2 separate regions of the Sus scrofa genome follow, and region 2 is linked to region 1. A link is a contact called in public Hi-C data. All regions are on one chromosome and are shown on one strand. The core of a region is the stretch at or near the end of the contact, and the rest is flanking DNA. Distances in the headings are between cores, read along the strand shown. Region 1 overlaps RAI1 (retinoic acid-induced protein 1). Region 2 has its middle 11 kb from the start of PEMT.

Region 1 (4,671 bases), core at 620-3,119:
GTCTAATCAGAACCACAGCTGCCGGCCTACACCACAGCCACAGCCACGCCGGATCCGAGCCGCCTCTGCGACCCACGCCGCAGCTCATGGCAACGCCAGATCCTTAACCCACTGAGCGAGGCCAGGGATCGAACCCGCATCCTCACAGAGACAACATCAGGTTCCTAACTTGCTGAGCCACAATGACAACTCCGCCCCCGCAGTTCTACCTCCTGTGTCTCCTCGGCCACGCGCCGGAGCAGTGCCCGGAGGCAGGGGCCCAAGGCGGAAGGAGGGGGCTGTCACTGCCAAGGGGCACCTAGAGGTGGGCGGGACCTCGGGCCTCGAAGCGCAGGGCCGCCAGGGCTGGGCCTCGAAGGCTGAACGGGAGCTCAATGGGTTGGAGAAAGAAAGGAAACGAGACACTTCAGTGACGAAAGCCGAGAGGCAAGGAGACGAGGTTCGAGCCAGACGTGCCGGCTGCGGGCAGAGCTGCGGCCGGTCTCCCGCAGGGCGGCGCGGTCTGGAGGCAGGAGCGGCGCCCCCGTGTCTGCCCCATTCTCCCCTCGCTCACGCGCCTGCTCCGCGGGCGTGTGTCCCACAGAGAATGCAGCTGCCCGCGTCCCGGGCACCTTCTTGGCGCGTGGACCGGGCAGGCCCACCACCGTCTCCGCGCCGGGTCCCCATCCCTAAAACGGAGGGTATTCGGACTCCTCCTTCCTGCCGCCGTGGGCAGCAGGAGTGAGGTCACCACGCCCCAGAACGGACGGCCCCAGTGCTCTTGGGGGGCGGCCCCCACGGCCGCTGGGCCCCCGCCACCCGCGCCCGCTCTCCTCTGGCCCATAGCGGGGCCGGCCGTATAGTGACTCTAGGCCTGAAGACAGAGCAGAGGCATCCCCCAGCAGGACCCTTCCCCACCCGAGCCTGCTGGGCAGAAGGGACCCCTGGCCCCAACGGAGCTGCTCCCAGGACCACTCGGGACTCTGAGTGACGGCGGTTCCTTGGTGAGGGCCAAGCCACTGTGCCCAGCAGGGAGAGGGCCTGCTCCGGCCCCGGCCTCCTGCCTCCCAGTGTGAGCAGATCTTAACCTGGACGCAGCCCCTTTGCCAGACACACAGCCCAACTCCCGTAAGAGCTGCCACACACCGCAGCCGTCCTCCCGCGGTGACCCCGTTGGCACGCACCCTGCCAGCCCTGCGCTGTCTCCAGCCTCATGTTTACAGACAGGCTGCCCGACCTGTGACCACGGCACCACAGGGACACAACCAGAGTGTGCCTCCCTGCTTGGCTGGTTCCACGTCCTGGGCTCTGTATACCTCCCAGTAGCGCCCGGGCTGCCAGGGGACTCGCCTCTGAGTGGAGCAGACAGGAAGTCCATGGTCCTTGCACAAAGCTGTAGAGACCACCAGACAAAGACAAGAGAGCCTGTGCCGCGGGAGAGGCCCATCCTGAGTTAGGAGGGAATCCTGGAGGACTTCTAAGAGGAGGTGACATGGGAGCCAGTCCTCAAGAGTTCAGGGAAGGTGGGCAGCAGCTGGTTTGTGGGGGGACCCGCACAGGCTTGGAGCAACACAAGCTGTCTCCAGTGAGGTCTCTGACCCATGGAACTTCCCTGGAGTAGGGTCTTGGTGGAGCCGCAGGGGCCGCGAGGAAGTGGGCTGGAGGCTGGGCGGAGGAGCGGAGCTGTGCTGGGGGAACAGGGCGGGGGCCAAGCAGGCCGTCCCACAGCCTGGCAGCTACTGGCCCTTCCAGGCCCAATCTCATGGCTTCACCCTCAGCCTCCATTAGCTCTCATGCAGGTGCTGCCGGCCTGGCCTGGCTGAGTTCCCTCAGGGGGCCAAGGTCAGTGGCTGCTGAGACACCCCCTCCCCGCGGCCCCTCCCCTTCAACAGCAGGCCCAGGACTGGCCACGCAGCTGACCATACCAGGCTCAGGCTGGCAGCATGGGGAAGGCAAGGCACCTCCTCCCTCACAGGAGGGGTTGCAGAGCCACTTGGGGGGGGGGTTCCTAGCATGAGGTGACTGCCTGAGCAGCAAGGAGCAGAGGTTTGGAAGGGCAGCAGCCGTGGCGGGGGCACAGCAGCCAGAGAAGGTGGGAGAACCCAGCCGGCGGGAGCCCCAGGCAGCTGTCCCCTATCAGTGCCTGCGCAAACCTGGGTCTGGACGCGGGGTCCCTGGGGCTCCGCAGGTGTCTGGGCCGGGCTCTCAACCGCGGAGCGCGACCCCTGCGCCTCGCTGCGAGCCGGCACCAGGGCCCACTTTGTCGGCTGGGTCGGCGTTCCGCAGCCGCAGACACGGGGAGAGAGCCCTCCCCCTCCACCCCCAGAGTGGACGCCGGTGGGCGGCTGAGCAACTTGGTTCTGGAAGTGACACCCTCCCCGCCCTCCACCCTTGGCGGCGGGGGCTCCGCGCCTGCAGCCCCCGGGCTCGGCCCCGTGCAGCTGGGAAAGTGGGAGCTCAGTCCCGCACTCGCCCGGCCTGCCTGAGCGCAGGCAAGGCCTCCCCTGACAAGCGGGGGCGTCCCAGGCGCGAGGGGGACGACCGTGAAGGGCAGACAGGCCAGGGGGCTGAGGTTCAGCAGGTGGCGTTCGGGTTCTGTCGCATTTCAAGCAGGGTCTGACTTACTCCGCAAACTGCCCCGCCGCCTGCGGCCTCCGGGGCGGCGCGACCCCCTCCCGGCCTGACGCGACGGCGTCCTGACCGCTCGAACGTCTCTTTGCTCGCAGGTTGCGTCTTCGTCGAAGAGAACTTTTCTTTGAAATGCCCCAAACATAAGGTGGGTGAGCGCGAGCCTTCCCCGGAGGGGCCCCGGCTGGAGAGGCGGCCGGGCGGGTCGGCGCTCGGCGTCCCGGGACCGCTGGCTCGCGGGCACGTGCTGGGGGCGGGCGCACGAGGGGGCGGGCGCACGGGGGGCGGGCCTCGTGTGGGGGCGGGTCTGGGGGAGTTAACCCCTCGCGCACCGCCACCCACCCTGGGCGCCGCGCGTTTCTTCCCCGCAGAGGCTGCCGTTGTAATCCGCCCTCCGCCGAAGCCCCGGAGCCCGCCTGCCTGCCAGCCGCCGAGGGAGAGGATTCGCCTGCACAGCCCCCGGGCCTTTGCGCTGCTCCCGGCGCCAGTCCCGAGCCGATCCCCGATTCAGACCCCGGATCTTGGATCTGGCCGCCTCGGGCGGAAGCTGGTGGTCCCGGGTTGGGAAGAAAACACGTTCCGGGTCCCTTTGCTCCCGGAACCTGACGGCACAGGGTCTTCTCGCCCCCATCCTCCAGCCAGGCTTGGAGAATGGGAGCCCGCGGAGTGGCCAGACTCCTGGGGCCAGCCAGGTTCCGGTGGGGGTGGAGGGCCTTGAGCCTGGGGACGCGCCTCTTCCCTGGAAGTTCCAGTATGACCTGGCACACATTCCACGTGGGTCGGTGGTGGCACGCAGCTGAGCACCCCGGGGGTGGGCCGGGCTGGGATCCCAGAGGCCGAGGGCGGCTCCCCTCAAGAGCGTCCCTCCTTGAACGAGGCTGGGGCGCAGGACAGGCCGGAGGCTGTGCGCCCTTCCCGCTCAGCCTTGGCCAAAACCTTCGTGCGGGTCGGGCAGGGCTGGGAGACTGGGGCCCGCGCTCAGGGGATGCGGGCTTCCCCGGGCGTGGGCAGGACCAGCCCTCGCTGCTTGTGTTCGTTCCCCCTTCCAGTCCGCCCCATCCCCGGAGTCCATCCCGGGAACGCAAAAGGAAGAGCCGTGACAGACCGCACTCGACGAGACCGCCCGTCTCCGGGGGCCGCAGTGCCACGAGCACGGGAGAGCGGAGACAGCGCTCGATCCATGTGCACACCCGTGCGCCCCTCTATATATATGTCACATAGAATGTATATATGTTGGGAACATGCTCGCTTCTCCCTTGTGTCGCCGCCGTGCGTCGTGCGCTCCTCAGCACGGGGCCCTTGCGGGAAGGGGGCTCCGACGATGCCCCCTCCCCCACGCAGCCACCACCGCCCGGGCCTGCGCCCGCCAGTTCGTCTGCCTGTCCGTCCGTGTCCTCGGCAATGTCCACGCTTCGATAGGCCTGACGCAGCCCCAACCCGGGGCCGCCCTAGCAACTTCTTGTACATATGACTGTAAAATGGTGAACGTGTGTATTATATCTGGCCTCGTTATATAGTGTATATATATGTATACATATACATATATATAATATATATGAAGACTGTAAATGGTAAGACGATTAGTGTTCTTATTAGTATATTGCTTCACACTGAAGATTGTGTGTATCGAGCTGTTTCTAAAAGATGTTTATTTTCCTTAAGAGTAAAAAAAAAAACAAACCAGTCATTGCATTCAGAAAAAAAAAAAAGTCAATAAAGATACAACGATTGTTTTGGAATTCTGCGGCCTGTGGATTCCGACCAGATGCTGTTGGGAGAGGGGCCAGGTGTTGGGTGGGGGGTGGGGGGTAGGGGGTTTCTGGCCCTTACGGCTGCGGGAGCCCACAGCCACACAGCCTCGTGTGAGACAGCTGCCCAGGGGGACAAGACTGACACACAGGAAGACCTAGACGGTAGCTCATGTCACAATAGAGCCCCAAGAACTCGGAGCCGGCGTCCCACCTCACCCTGGGACCTGGAGGGGGTCGGAGCTGGGAGGCCAGGCAGGCAGGAACAGCTGAGACCACAAGGGCCCTTCAGTTAAGAGGGATGGAGCCCAAACAC
Region 2 (4,671 bases), core at 1,376-3,875, 120 kb before region 1:
CTAGACCACATGACCAGTATGAGCCACGGGAAATTTGACAACCAAATGATGATGACTGGCTTAGAACACTATAGCACAAATTGATTGAGGTTTTTGGTTTTGGTTTTGGTTTTGTCTCTTCTAGGGCTGCACCTCCGGCACATGGAGGTTCCCAGGCTAGGGGTCGAATCGGAGCTACTGCTGTAGGCCTACACCACAGCCACAGCAACACCAGATCCGAGCCGCATCTGTGACCTACACCACAGCTCATGGTAACACTGGATCCTCAACCCACTGAGCCAGGCCAGGGATCGAACCCACACCCTCATGGTTCCTAGTCAGGTTCATTAACCGCTGAGCCACGACGGGAACTCCTGATTGAGGTTTTATAGATATTAAAAGAGGCAAACACCTGTCTGCCTCAATATCCAGTCCTATTTCTGGGGCTGTTGCCAGAAATCCCCTTCTCCTCGGGCAAAGAGGGTCCCCAGGCCTGGTCTTCCGTGGGCCTGAGCTCTGTGGGGATACGACTGCGGGAAAGTTCCTGGCCCTCTGCCCACCCTGCCACACCCACCCACAGCTCCATCCAGGTACCTTTTCCCAGGAAGCCTTGGCCTGTCCACTACCCCCTGTCCAGAGGCCTCTCCCAGCAGAAACCATCCCAGTCACTCAGCAACACTGGCCTCTGTCCCCAGGAGATGGAGGAGAACCCATGAGTCACTGGCCCAGCAAAGGCAGCAGCTGGGTCAGTGCTTTCTGCAGAATAAACACAGGAATCCCAATTACTCCCATCTGAGAAGCCCTGCTCTCCCCACCACCAGGGCCTCCGGAATCCAGAATTCCAAGGAAATGGCACTAAAAATAGCCAGAGGCAGGAAGATGGGTTCCCAGGCAGAGGTTTAGCCAAATGTGGGAAGCAGAGGACGCGTCCAGGGACTAGGAACGGGGGGAGGACAGCCAGCGCGGGCCAGGCCCCTGCTGCGCACCAGGTCCCGAGGAGAGCATGCCACAGCAGGCTGGTCGGGTCTTGTTGGAGCCTCCAGCCAGCCCGAGGAAGTTGGCACCTCCCCCAGCCACAGGCAGGGACACCGAGGCTCTCGGGGGTAACGGTAATGCCAGCAAATGAAGCCCAGAACGCGAGCGCTGCGTTTCCCAGCTTGTCATTCCCTGGCTGCACTTGACCTCGTCGAGCCTCAGTTTCCTCATCTATAGAACAGGAAAGGCGGCTGTTCCTTCCTCCTGGGCTCACTGGGAAAGCTCCATACATTAGCACAGGGAAAAAGCACAGCAGGACGCCGGCCCCAGGCAGCCCTCTGTGATTGGGGTAAACCCCTTGAAGCCTTGGTCTGTCAAATGCTGATACTGCTTCCGTCCTCAGGGGGTCGTTGTGATAAGATGGTCCCTAAAAAGCCTGAGCCCAACACCAGAAGCTGGTTTCTCAGCCCCACGTGCCGTTTCCAGGCCATTATCACCCCTCCCACCAGCTGCCCTTTGACCCCGCACTTCCAAACCATCTCCAGGTGTGAAGCTGCCGCAGCTCTGGGCTGACCTTCTCTAAGAAACAAAAGAAGTGGTTTTTTTTTTTTTTTTTTTTTTTGTCTTTTTACAGCCACACCTGCAGCATATGGAAGCTCCGAGGCTAGGGGTTGGATCTGAGCAGCAGCTGCGGCATTTGCCACAACCACAGCAACACCGGATCCTTAACCCACTGAGAGAGGCCAGCATCTGAACCCGCATTCTCAGAGACAATGTCAGGTCTTCAACCCACTGAGCCACAACCCACCTCTATGGCTGGGAGGAGGAGGTCACACACAATGCTGGGGCGTGGGGGGAGGGGCGGCTCCAGGTCCTTTTTGTGGGGTGTATATCAACAAGAAGGTAAGCACACCTGCCCACGCTCAGCTTCAGGGGGCCACTCACCTTGCGTACACTCACCTGAGTACCTAGTGGAGATGTTTCCGAGGCTCAGGGCCACCATGCACAGTTGCACAGGGTGAGCACTGTGCAACCCAGCAGGGGTACATTTGCACAGTCTTGGACGTGTCTGCCGTCCTTGAGGCGGTGCACAACCTGCACAGGGATGCCTGGCAGTCATGGTCATGGTGGAAATGCTCTGTTTGGATGAAGGCTTCATGCCCTACACTTGCTGCTTTGGAGAGACTGAAGCATCTCTATTTTACCCACAGAGCAAGTAAGGAAGGCAAACCCTGAGGGGACGAAGCAGTACTTTTTCCAGAAGCCTGGTTTCCCATAGGGTCCGTCGGGGACGTGGAGGAGGAGGTGGCTCTTGCTGGGATGCAGGTCGGCTAGGACTTGGCGCGCCTGGGGTCTCCGCCTGTCGCCAGCGCTTTAGAAAGGGCGCGAAGGCGTCAAGGCCGGGGGAGCAGCGCCACCTGGCGGGAGGCAGAGGCACGACGCGCATTTCCCGCCGCCGGCCCCGCCCCGGGGCACCGCCTCCCTCGCGCGCCCCCCACCCCACTTGGGCCACGATTCTCGCGGCTGGTTCCTCTTTTCTTCCTTCCAGGGGGGCTTCCGGGACCTTCCTCCAACGCGGACACCTCTAGGTCCCCAGGGTTCAGTCCCAGTCTGGACAGACCCGGAGCCCAGAGGCGCCTCTGACCCATGAGTCCCACGCAGCCCCCTCCCCCGCCTCGGTGAGTGGCCCAGAGCAGCCGCACCCGTCTTTCCTGCGGTGGCCCGGTTGATGCCCTCTGTCCTGGCCCCTTTCCCCTCAGGAGGGGCCCGGTGAGGATGGCCAGTCACAGCGGGGGTCGCAAACCTCTGTAAAGGGCCAGCGAGCTCTGCAGGCCACACTGTGTCCCCGCACTGCCGGGCCCCTGCCGAAGCGCTTAAGCCTCATTTGGACTCGATTCTGTTCCCTTACAGGAATGCCTGGGCCTCAGAAGCTAGGATTCTGGAAGAATTGATCAGTTCCCTTCAGTTGCCCTCAATTCAGCCACGCAGGCAGGTGGCCTCTGCTCCCAGGGTCACTGACCGGGCTGTGACCAGGAGTGAGGGCCTTCCAGGTGTCCCTGTCTCCCAGCCACACCTTAGGAGGACGCCAATCACTGGGTTTAGGGCTCATCTTAGATCCGCAATGATTTCAGCGTGAGGTCCTTACCTAATTGCACCTGCGGAGACCTGACTCCAAACGCAGTCACATTCTGAGGGGCCAGGCAGACGTGAATTTGGGGGACACGCGTCAACGCACCATAGCCAGGATCAAACAATAATCCACGTCCCTGCCCCCTCCAGTGCCAGCTGTCACCCTGCCCTCCCCGTCAGCTCCCTCTTACGTTGCCCCACCCCCTGCCCCCACGCAGCCTCCTCTCCCCTCCCGCCAGCGCCCCCCAGCCTCACTCTCTGCCTCTTCTGTTCTACAGGGGTGCCCCCTCCCCCCGCCACAGTGTGACCACAGGCCAATGCAGGCCCACCTCCTCTGCCTCCCTGGAGAGTGAGCCCATGACCCCGCAGTGCTCTTGCAGCCAGGCTGGATTCCCAGTTGCTCTGGCCCCTCCGATGTGCTGACCCCAGACCAGAAAGGCCACCACGAGGGAGGGGCTCCTCCTTCCCTGGTCGGCGGGGGTGGGGGCTGCTGCTGGGGCTGCCCAGGCTCCAGGTCTGTGAGTGTTAAGAGGCTGCTGAGGAAGCAGCCATGTCCTGACTGGCTTTGGGGGGGTCCCTGGTTCCCCCACCATCTGGGTTGTAGCAGACATGGACGCCCATCCTGGAGCCAGATTCTTCAGGCCAAACGACAATTCCATCTGAGGTTATGCTGCAGTGGCAAAGGGTGCAAAATCTCAGTGGCTTTTAAGCCTTAAAAGAACAGAAGTTGAGCAACGACTTTTTGTGTGTGTGTTTTTAGGGCCACACCGGCAGCATATGGAGGTTCCCAGGCTAGGGGTCCAATCAGAGCTATAGCCACCAGCCTACGCCACAGCCACAGCAACACGGGACCCAAGCCGCGACTGCGACCTACACCAGAGCTCACGACAACGCCGGATCCTTAACCCACTGAGCAAAGCCAGGGATTGAACCCATGTCCTCATGGATAATAGTCAGGTTCATTACCACCGAGCCACGACGGGAACTCCAAGAGCGAGGACTTTTTAGCTGCAGCAGCAAGTCAGGATCCATCCAAGAAAGACTGGATGAGCTGGACCTCATTAGACTCTAAAACCTCTGCTGTGAAAGCTGCTGTCAAGAGGATGAGAGCAGGAGAAAGGCCCCGGGGACCGGGAGACGCCCCTCGTCCGTCACCCCGGGACCCAGGCTGACCCACGGAAGCGCGGCCTCGGTGAGGGTGGGCAGGTCTGGGCAAAGAGAAAGGGGAGAGCTGCAATCCTGTTCTTGAAGCTGCTTCCTGGAGGTGGTGTCCTTACTTGCACTGACATTTCATTGGCCAGACCAAGTGACCTGTCACCCTGACTTCAAAGCAAAGAGAGCATCTCTGCCACTCTGGCTGGTGCTGGGAGGGGGACCAGAGCACCCTTGATGGCCCCAGAAGCCACACGCTGCAGAGGTCCACACGCACACGCACACGCACACGCACGCGCCTCCTCGGCGCGTCCCTGAGATCCGTGCCCTGTGGTTCCTCAGCCGCGGAGAACAAGGGCCCTCGATCTGGGGAGGGGGTGGTTCCCAAACTGATCACTCAGACATTTTCCTGCAGACCCCGTCTGCGCAGAGCCC

The links. A called contact is a pair of places that touch in the nucleus more often than the background predicts.
Region 2: a Hi-C map of liver shows a contact between it and region 1, with 2.3 times the contacts expected there. The contact joins two enhancer-like sites. A contact is called at or near these places in 1 of 5 promoter capture datasets (liver), 3 of 47 Hi-C or Micro-C datasets (fetal heart ventricle, liver and retroperitoneal adipose tissue) and 1 of 2 datasets of contacts at active chromatin or transcription factors (skeletal muscle).

The regions. Positions count from the first base shown.
Region 1 is chr12:60,750,834-60,755,504 of Sscrofa11.1, reverse strand. RAI1 (retinoic acid-induced protein 1) reads left to right here. Exons shown (of 5, transcript XM_021068026.1): 4 at 2,706-2,755; 5 at 2,979-4,346. The coding sequence ends at 2,993. It also overlaps a transcript of SREBF1 not described here. Among named protein-coding and RNA genes, the nearest start is that of SREBF1, 19 kb to the right of the region's middle. Within about 2 kb of position 1,869, at least 13 of the 83 cell types and tissues checked have an H3K27ac peak or open chromatin away from gene starts, as enhancers often do. A contact at or near this core is called in liver, where this site is marked.
Region 2 is chr12:60,867,260-60,871,930 of Sscrofa11.1, reverse strand. No RefSeq gene overlaps it. Among named protein-coding and RNA genes, the nearest start is that of PEMT, 11 kb to the left of the region's middle. Within about 2 kb of position 2,625, at least 6 of the 83 cell types and tissues checked have an H3K27ac peak or open chromatin away from gene starts, as enhancers often do. A contact at or near this core is called in liver, where this site is marked.